Linked DNA regions of Mus musculus: region 2 is linked to region 1. Evidence: chromatin contacts called from public promoter capture Hi-C data. All regions are on one chromosome and are shown on one strand. Each heading gives the region's core, a stretch centred on a gene start, on an enhancer-like site or on the middle of the called end of the contact. The rest is flanking DNA. Distances are from core to core; before and after follow the strand shown. Region 1 holds the start of Ccdc61 (coiled-coil domain containing 61). Region 2 holds the start of Psg16 (pregnancy specific glycoprotein 16).

Region 1 (4,865 bases), core at 1,085-3,584:
TATCAGTATTCTATTTTTATGACTTAATACTATTCCATTGTAAAGATATATCACATATTGTCCACTTGTTCATCCTTTGATGGCTGTTCAGGCTCTTTACATATTGTGGCTGCGATAAATATTGCTGTGGTGAACATTCATATATCAATATTTGTCCATCTGTTTTCAGTTTTCTTGGGTGCAAACCTGGGGATAGAATTGCTGGGTTATGTGAGTATTCTATTGCTGTAGAATAACATATCAATATTCAAGATATTCATCAATATAAGAATAATATTGTATATGTATATATGTATGTATGTATGTGGTATTAGTACACAACTGTGTGCATGTGAATATGTTCTGTGAGAAAACTTTTCCTAGGGAAATGTAACACACATATCTACTCACCCTAGATAGGAAACCCATGATAGGTCTAAGTACCGATACCACCAAAGTCTAACTTGGTGAACAATGAATCTAATTAGGGTTACTTATAAGAGCAGAAATGACTCAAAGACAGCTACATCACGAAAAAGCCCACTTCAGTATGGGTGACAGGTCATCAAAGCTGGGATCCTGGAGCACACTGAACAGCCTGTAGGCAGCTCAGCATGTTGGAGGATGTTCTTTCCAAGTGACTGTGGTCTAAACCTTTCCAGGCAACTTGGCTGGTTTCTGTGTCTTCCAGGCATCTAGTCTGGGGTCAGAATCTTCTTTGCAGCTTTCTCTACCACTGAGCCACACCCTCCAGCCCCTCACTGGGGGATTCTAGGCAGGGGCTCTACCACTGAGCCATGCCCCCAGCCCTTCACTGGGGGATTCTAGGCAGGGGCTCTACCACTGAGCCACACCCCAGCCCCTCACTGGGGGATTCTAGGCAGGGGCTCTACCACTGAGCCACGCCCCCAGCCCCTCACTGGGGGATTCTAGGCAGGGGCTCTACCACTGAGCCACACCCTAGCCCCTCACTGGGGGATTCTAGGCAGGGGTTCTACCACTGAGCCACGCCCCCAGCCCATCACTGGGGGATTCTAGGCAGGGGCTCTCCCACTGAGCCTTTGTCTGCCCTTGCACAGATCAGAGGTGAATATTGCAATCTTCCTCAAGGTCTCCACACCTTAATTTTTGAGAACAGGATCTCTCATTGAACCAGGAGCTCACTGAGTGGCTAGGCAGGCTGGCTAGTGAAAGCTTGGTATCCTGTTCTTGTTTTGTTAGGAATAGGGTTACAGATGCTGTGGTCGTGGCACATGCACCCTAACACACACACACACACACACACACACACACACAAAGTGTCATCTAATAAATAAGTAAACTCCTCTAGCCTGATGCCATGGTGTATGTGCCTTTAATCCCAGAACTCAGGAGGTAGAGGCAGAGGCATGGGGGTCTCGGTGACTTCGAGGACAACCTGATCTACGTAGTGAAATTCAGGCTAGCCAAAGCTATAGCGTGAGATATGTCTCAAGACAACTTCAGGAGGTTGGGGAGAAAGAAAAGAAAGAAAAAGAGCACTGGCTGCTCTTCTAAAGGGCCTGGAGCTCAGTTTCCAGCATCCCTAAGGTGCTTCACAACCATTTGTAACTACAGTCCGAGGCTCCTGACGCCGTCTTCCGACCTCTGCAGGCACCAGGCACACGCGTCGTGCACAGGCATACACGCAGGCATAAAACTCACACATATAAAATAAATAAATCTAAAACTATTAAAAAATAACTCCTACTTTGCTGTGTTGAGCTTTAATGAAGCCAGTGCCATGCCAGGCATGGTGGTACAACTCCAGTAATCTCAGTACCGGGAAGGTGGAGGCAGGAGGATCAGGAGTTCAAGGATGCATAGGAGACTAGCTTGGGCCACTTGAGGTTTTGTCATGCATGCACTGACAAAGCCAAGTCTAGCAAACCGATCAGGGTATACTTAGGCTGTCCTTACAGTTGAGAATATCCTCTAAGCCTCCTGACTTGAAGGCTCGGACCTTCCTCTGAGCAAGTTCCACACTCTAGTCAGCCCCTTCCTTCTCTGTGGGCGAGGCCTGCCTTGCTGGGGGTGGTGGGTGTGGTAGGCGGAGTAAAAATGCTATTTCCGGGATCCTCCTTCTACTCCAAGGGACCACCTTTTTCTTATGATTGGCAGAATATCTACCCAATAATCACTAGAAACAGACTGTAAACCTCGGAGGTCTCCCCACACGTGTTAGTAACGCCTCTTCCAAATAGACCAATTGTAAACTTCGGAAGGCGGGTTCTCCCATGGGGGCGGGACAGAGTGACGGGCGTCGCTTTTGACTTATGGAAACATGGCTGCCTGTAAGATCAGACCAATCAGAAGTGAGAAGGCCGGATGTGGGCGGAGCTGAAACTTCGGCGGTTGAACCGCTCGTGAAGATCGAGTCCGTGGAGGTGAAGAGCGAGTACGCGGGTGTGGGCGCGGGCTCCAGGCGCGGGCTGCAGGCGCGGGCAGTGGGGAGTCCCCAGAGCACCGATTCTTTCACGCAGGTGGACGCCAGAACCTATGCAAGCTGGAGATTTCACGGGGTCTTTAATGCATCATGTTGTCGCTCGCGAGATACGCGGCTAGAACTTAGAGAACCCTTACCGAATACTGCACTAGAGCTTGTAAGGTAGAGTTTTATTTTATATATATTACACCCCACGAGGTGCGGAGGGGGTGTCCTCGAGATGCCGTAGGTTCTGAACTTGAGTTGGTTTGGAGGATGGAGGCAGGTGAAGACAAGGCAGGGTTGAGGTTCCAGGGTTGAGGGTGTGTTCCTACCCTACGGACCAGAGGCGTTTACTGTGTGCAGGCTCTGAGCAAGTTATTTGTCGTGAAATCACTTTTAATTCTCGCTTTCTTTGCAGTGCTAGATGACAAACTTTGAAATGTTAGTCAATAGTTCTACCACTGCTGCCGAGGTCGGGAACGAGTCTTATGTTTTGTTTTTGAGACAGTGTCTCGCCTTTTTTCCTTGAACGCATAGAAATTATTGTGTGTTCACACAAGTGTGTGATGGGAGGGGGATTCATATCACAGGATGGGTGTGTAGTGACAGCTTTGGAATTTTGGTTCCTTTAAAAAACACAGAAATATTATAAGAATATGTTTTCATTTTAATCCCAGGTGTACCTGTTTTGGACAGTTCTCAGCTTACTATGATTTGCCGCTTGCTCTAGCAGAAGTGTGTTTTTGCCAGCTGCAGATAATTTTTTTTTCGATTGTGTGACATTTGGAATTTTGGGAACATTTTAGAGAGCATATAAATGTTAGGGCCCCCAAGAAGCATGTGTGCCTGTATGTGTATGTGCATGTGTGCAGGGTTGTTGGTCATTTAGGAAGGTTGGTTGTGGTTTGTTAGTAGTCACGGTCGAAGAAGAAACAAAAGGAAAGAAATTAGATTCAGGGGTTTTCCTAATTCCTCTCTTCCCCTCTATCCTTGTTTTCTCTCCTATCTAGTATTTAGGGGGTGAAAATGGGAGATAAAGCCTGGGGGAAAGAACCCACAAAGTAGCAAGGACCAGCTATATGGCTGTGGCTGTGGAGGTCGGACAACAACACTGGGTTGGTTCTCTCCTTCCACCTTTCTGTGGATTCTAGGGGTCAAGCTCCGCTCTTTGGGTTTACACAGCAGGAAGCTTTACCCATTGAGTCGTCTGGACAGCCCCTCTGAATGAACCCTGAAGTGTCATAACGCATCCTACAGTGGCACACCTTTGTAATCCCAGGACTGGGCAGCTGAGGCGAAGGACTGGCAGTTTGAGATCAGTCTGGGTCACAGGATGAGCTTGGGGCTCGTTTTACCTAAAGAGGGAGACCTTGTCTCAAAACAAACCTAGAGAAGAGAGTGTGAGCTTTGGTATCTGTTTGCCCAAGTTTGGGCCCTGGCACTGACTCTGGGACCCACTATGGAAATCATTGTGGCTTTGGGCGAGTTCTTTAATCCTTTCATACCCGAATTTCATGTTCTGGGCAATCACTTTTTCTATACCACTTCCCTCACTCTGTTTACCCAGATGTCTCTTTCCCGTATCCATCTCTGAACTCCATGCTCTATCCAAAGGCCAGCTCTTCTTTGCTTGGAAGTCCAGCTGACATGCAGTTGCCCCCAAATGATTCTTTGGTATCCCTATTCAGCCTGGCAGGCCCTTCCTCTCAGGTACTTAGGAGTTGGCTTTTCATCACTACTTCCTTTCTCTCCCATTTAAAAAGATTGTGTACACACACACACACACACACACACACACACACACACACGGTGAGACTCTCAAACAAGTTAGGGTGAGGATGGATAGCAAGGGATCTTGTACAGTTGGGAGAGTGTTTGCTTAGCTTGCTTCAAGCTCTGGCTTTGCTCCCTAGCTCAGTGAGAGCAGGCGTGGTGATGAGCAGCTGTAATCCCAGAGGTGGGAGGTGGAGACGGAAGGGTTAGGGGTCCAAGCTGAGCCTGGGTTCCATGAGATCCCTCTGCAAGCAAGCAAAAAAGCCAAATCCTGTGTTCCTCTGTTAACCCCGCCTGCATCCCACCCGCTCTTCCCTAGGCCTCGCCTGCTCACAGGATCTCCAGATACTTAGAGCTCTGTCCTCCTTCCTCTCCACAACCACACACCTTTGGAAACGCCTTGCTTGCGTTATTGGGACCTCGAAGGTCTCGGTGTCTTTTAAACGTAGCAAACACATGCTTTATACTGCTGTCTCCCCTTCCCACAGATGTCTGAGTGATTTCCCCACTCTCGCCAAAGGTCTCAGTCCAGATGGGGGCTGCATGAGGCCTTGCTGGCTGCTTGTTTAGTCACTTGGCTTTGTCTCTTTCAGAGCCACCAGATCCTTCGTTTACTCCTTGGACTGCTCAGATCTCTCTACTAGTGTTGGGCTCCTGAAGAACACAT
Region 2 (5,427 bases), core at 324-2,823, 1.8 Mb after region 1:
GAATTTATAAAATTCTTGGGCAAATGGATGTATCTGGAGGGTATCATCCTGAGTGAGGTAACCCAATCACAAAAGAAGTCACTTGATATGCACTCACTGATAAGTAGATACTAGCCCTAAAACTTAGAATACCCAAGATACAATTTGCAAAACACAAGAAAATCAAGAAGAAGGAAGACCAAAGTGGGGATACCTCGCTCCTCCCTAGAATAGGGAACAAAATACCCATGGAAGGAGTTACAGAGACAAAGTTTGGAGCTGAGACAAAAGGATGGACCATCCAGAGACTGCCCCACCTGGGGGTTCATCCCATAATCAGCCACCAAACCCAGGCACTATTGCATATGCCAGCAAGATTTTGCTGAAAGGACCCTGATATAGCTGTCTCTTGTGAGACTATGCCGGGGCCTAGCATCCATAAGTGGATGCTCACAGTCAGCTATTGGATGGATCACAGGGCCCCCAATGGAGGAGCTAGAGAAAATACCCAAGGAGCTAAAGGGGTCTGCAACCCTATAGGTGGAACAACAATATGAACTAACCAGTACCCCCAGAGCTCGTGTCTCTAGCTGCATATGTATCAGAAGATGGCCTAGCCGGCCATCATTGGGAAGAGAGGCCTCTTGGTATTGCAAACTTTTTATGCCCCAGTACAGGGGAACTCCAGGGCCAAGAAGTGGGAGTGGGTGAGTAGCGGAGCAGGGTAGGGGGGAGGATATAGGGGACTTTTGGGATAGCATTTGAAATGTAAATGAAGAAAATATCTAGTAAAAAGTTTTTTAAAAATAAAATAAAATAAACACCTCTCCTGGTAGGCCTTTACAGAGAGCGATGGCACAGAGAAGTCAAGACTAGGGAGGAAATCAAGTTATTCACACGCCTCAATCAAAATGGAGGAATTGTATGAATCGATTAGGCCTTTGCTGATCTCTTTCGCAAAGTCATCTTGGTTTTAACTGTTAGAGGATGGGAATGAAAACAGACTAACTTGAGTCAGGTGTGCGAGGCGACAGATGGCCACAGTACTCGCCTGAGAGGAGACTACCACATCCCAGACGGGATTCAAAAGTGCTAAGCGATTTGGGCTTTATTATCTAGACAGCAGTAGCAGCTGCCTGAGGCCACACGCTGAAACGCACATGCACACGCGCACGCACATGCGCACGCACGCACGCACACACACAGAAAAAAAAGCTGTGGTTTACAGATAAGCCAAATAAACAGCCACTACAGCAAAGCCCACATGCTATCTTACTTACATTTCTCCCACCCAGAGCCGCCCTTGCCCAGCGTCTCCATGCTGTATACATACCCACCAGCTGGTCACTTGCTGGTATCTAGGTCATCAGATGATTGAAGCCAGGGAGTCAACGAGCTCTTGCCCTGCTTTTTCCTGGTTTCTCTGTGTTTAAAACGGTGAAGTCGGGTGGAGCCAATAAACACTTCATAATTCCTGGACATTGACCAGAGACCACGTAGATGAGGCTGGCTTCCCACTGGTCACCCTGTCCACCCACTCTCATAATGATACTGCAAGTATCAAGACTCCCAAAATGTCCTCATTTGTAAGCGCCACCACCTATTGTACAAAAGAGCTCAGGTGCTGGAATGAGCTCGCCACCTAGTGGACACTCTGGGCTATGGCTGACACAATGCAAATAGGAGATTGGGGCATTGGTCGGCCCTGGACTGTGGAATGACTTATGACAGCAAAAACAAGAGCACCTTAAAAGCAGCCCAGTTTTCTTGTGTCTTTTATTGTGAGGAAAGGACAGTCAATGGCAAAAACAGTCCGCAGCGTTATAAAATGGTGCATCAGACAGAACCTGGAACAAGATGGAATGGGGAGGGGATGTGAGGGGGACCTTGTTAGTAATAAACAATGTCTTCAGTAGTTACTTATGTGAAGTAGAATTAGGAGTTGGCAAGATGGCCCAACAGTAAAGAATACATGTTACTCTTACAGAAAACCCTGCTTCAGTTGCCAGCATCTCCGGGGAAGCTCACAACCATCCAGAGCTCCAAGACCTCCTCCGACACTCTCTTCTGGCTTCTTCTGGGGCAGGGCACGTATGTGGTTCTTGGACACACATGCAGGAAAAACACTCATACACATAAAACAAAAATAAAAAATCTTTGAAAAATAAAAGAGTGGAATTAAAATCCCATTGTCACTTAGGCTAGGCACCAGCTTCAAGGATGAACAAAAATCAGAGCTGGGGATGTGGTTCAGTTGATGGAGCACTTAGAATAAATAGACTATTTTAAGTTAAGATCTAGTCAGAGAAGAGCCTAGCTATATGGCCAAGGTGTTGGTAAATATATTTTGAGTCTGAGTCTTATTTTAGGGAACATGGGACTGGGAGGAAGAACCATCAAACTTCTACAGGGCATAGTGGTACATGCCTGTAATCTCAGCACTTGGGAGGTGGAGGCTGGAGGATAGGGGCTTCAACATCATTCTCATCTATACAGTGAGTTGGAGGCCAGCCAGGGCTACCTTAGAGAGACCTTGTTTCAGAAATAATAATGATTCTGAGTGAAGTAACCCAGACCCAGAAAGACAAATGGCATGTGTTCTCTCACATTTGTGGGTGCTAGCTTTGAATCTTTACATATGTGTGTTTAAATTGGGGTACCCATAGGGTCAGGAAAATAGTAAGTAATAGTCTATTTATTCTAATCTACATTACCTGTGCTCAGGTCTTGTCACATCTTCTTAGGCAAGTCTCCCGTACCTGTTACTATCCCAGATCCTTTCTGCCTCCAAGATGTCGCACCTCCTATTTCCTGCCTAAGCCAGAAGCCACCAGATTTTTATTGATAAGTGCCACATCTATACAGACACAAGATATTCTCTCTACAGTGCCGTTTTCATTCCTTGATGATGCTATCTAGGGCCTCTTCCATGCTGGGAAAGTGCTCCATCAACTGAGCCACATCCCCAGGACCCAATGAGAAGACCAATCCTAAGGATAATAGGTAAAGGGCCAGCAAATATCTTCACAAAATTATACAAGGAAACTTCCCTAACCTAAAGAAAGAGGTATCCATGAAGATAAAAGAAGACTACAGAGCTCCAAATTCCTCCCGTCACATAATAATCAAAACAGCAAATGCACAAAACAAAGAAAGAATATTAAAAGCAGTAAGAGAAAAAAAGTCAAGTAACAAATAAAGGCAGGCCTATCAAAATTACACTAGATTTTTTTACCAGAGACAATGAAAGCCAGAAGATCCTGGTCAGACATCATACAGACACTAAGAGAACACAAATGTCAGCCCAGGCTACTATACCCAGCAAAACTCTCAATTACTATAGATGGAAAAACCAAGATATTCCATGACAAAGACAAATTTTCACAATATCTTTCCACAAATCCAGCCCCACAAAGGAAGATAAAAGGGAAACTCCAACACAAGGAGGTAAACTACACCCTAGAAAAAGCAATAAAATGATCTTCTTTTTAACAAACCAAAAAGAAGATGGCCACATAAACATAATTCCACCTCCTACAACAACAAAAAAAAAAAAAAAAAAAAAAAAAAACAGGAAGAAGCCATCACTTTTCCTTAATATCTCTTAATATCAAAAGACTCAATTCCCCCAATAAAAAGACATAGACTAAAAGACTGGGTGCATAAATAGGACCCAACATTTTGCTGCATACAGGAAGCCCACCTCAGTGACAAAGACAGACACTACCTCAGAGTAAAAGGCTGGGAAACAATTCTCCAAGCAAATGATCCAAAGAAGCAAGCTGTAGTAGTCACTCTAATATGGAATAAAATTGACTTTCAACCAAAAGTTATCAAAAAAGATAAGGAGGGACACTTCATACTCATCAAAGGAAAAATCTACCAAGATGAACTCTCAATTCAGAACATCTATGCTCCAAATGCAAGGGCAGCCACATTCATTAAAGACACTTTAATGAAGCTCAAAGCACACATTGCACGGCACACAATAATAATAGGAGACTTCAACACCCCGCTCTCATCCATGGACAGATCATGGAAACACAAAATAAGCAGACTCACAGTGAAACTAACAGAGTTATGAACCAAATGGATTTAGCAGATATTTATAAAACATTTAATCCGAAACAAAAGAATATACCTTCTTCTCAGCACCTCACAGTAATTTCTCCAAAATTGACCGTATAATTGGTCACAAAACAGGCCTAAACAGATACAAGAAGATTGAAATAATCCCATACATCCTGTCAGATCACCACGAACAAAGGCTGGTGTTCAATAACAAGAAAAACAACAGAAAGCCCACATACACGTGGAAGCTGAACAACACTCTACTCAATGATAACTTGGTCAAGGAAGAAATAAAGAAGTGAAAGACTTTCTAGAGTTTAATAAAAATGAAGCCACAATATACCCAAACTTATGAGACACAATGAAAGGAGTCCTAAGAGGAAAACGCATAGCTCTGAGTGCCTCCAAAAAAGAAACTGGAAAGTGCACACACTACCAGCTTGACAGCACACCTGAAAGCTATAGAACAAAAAGAGGTGAATACACCCAAGAGAAGTAGACAGCAGGAAATAATCAAACTCAGGGCTGAAGCCAACCAAAGAAAAACAAAAAGAACTATACAAAGAAGCAACAAAACCAGGAGCTGGTTTTTTGAGAAAATCAAAAGATATAAAAACCCTTAGTCAGACTAAACAGAGGGCACAGAGACAGTACCCAAATTAACAAATTCAGAAGTGAAAAGGGAGACATAACAACAGAACCTGAGGAAATCCAAAATATCAACAGATACTACTACAAAAGGCTATACTCAACAAAACTGGAAAACCTGGATGAAATGGACAATTTTCTAGACAGATACCAGGTACCAAAGTTAAATCAGGATCAGATAAACCATCTAAACAGTTCCATATCCCCTAAAGAAATAGAAGCAGTCATTAATAATCTAACCAAAAAAAGCCCAGGATGGGTTTAGTGCAGAGTTCTATCAGACTTTCAAAGAAGACCTAATTCCAATACTCCTCAAACTATTCCACAAAATAGAAACAGAAGGTACTCTACCCAATTGGTTCTATGAAGCCACAATCACTCTGATACCTAAACCACACAAAGACCCAACAAGGAAAGAGAACTTCAGACCAATTTCCGTTATGAATATCGATGCAAAAAATACTCAATAAAACTCTTGCAAACTGAATCCAAGAACACATCAAAATGATCATCCATCATGATCAAGTAGGCTTCATACCAAGAATGCAGGGATGGTTCAGTATACATAAATACACCAATGTAACCCACTACATAAACAAACTGGGAAAAAAACACATGATCATTTTATTAGATGCTGAAAAAGCATTTGACGAAATCCAGCACCCCTTCATGATAACAGTTTTGGAAAGATCAGGAATTCAAGGCCCATACCTAAACACAGTAAAAGCA

The links. Promoter capture Hi-C pulls out the DNA fragments that hold promoters and counts their contacts.
Region 2: a promoter capture Hi-C map of embryonic stem cells shows a contact between it and region 1, with 8 times the contacts expected there. The contact joins the promoter of Psg16 here to the promoter of Ccdc61 in region 1. A contact is called at or near these places in 4 of 39 promoter capture datasets (cranial neural crest, embryonic stem cells, frontonasal cranial neural crest and 1 more), 1 of 15 datasets of contacts at CTCF or cohesin (large pre-B cells) and 1 of 115 datasets of contacts at active chromatin or transcription factors (astrocytes).

The regions. Positions count from the first base shown.
Region 1 is chr7:18,907,873-18,912,737 of GRCm38.p6, reverse strand. It overlaps Ccdc61 (coiled-coil domain containing 61), which reads left to right and starts at 2,334. Exons shown (of 14, transcript NM_001033314.3): 1 at 2,334-2,605.
Region 2 is chr7:17,070,186-17,075,612 of GRCm38.p6, reverse strand. Psg16 (pregnancy specific glycoprotein 16) reads right to left here and starts at 1,573. Exons shown (of 5, transcript NM_007676.4): 1 at 1,313-1,573.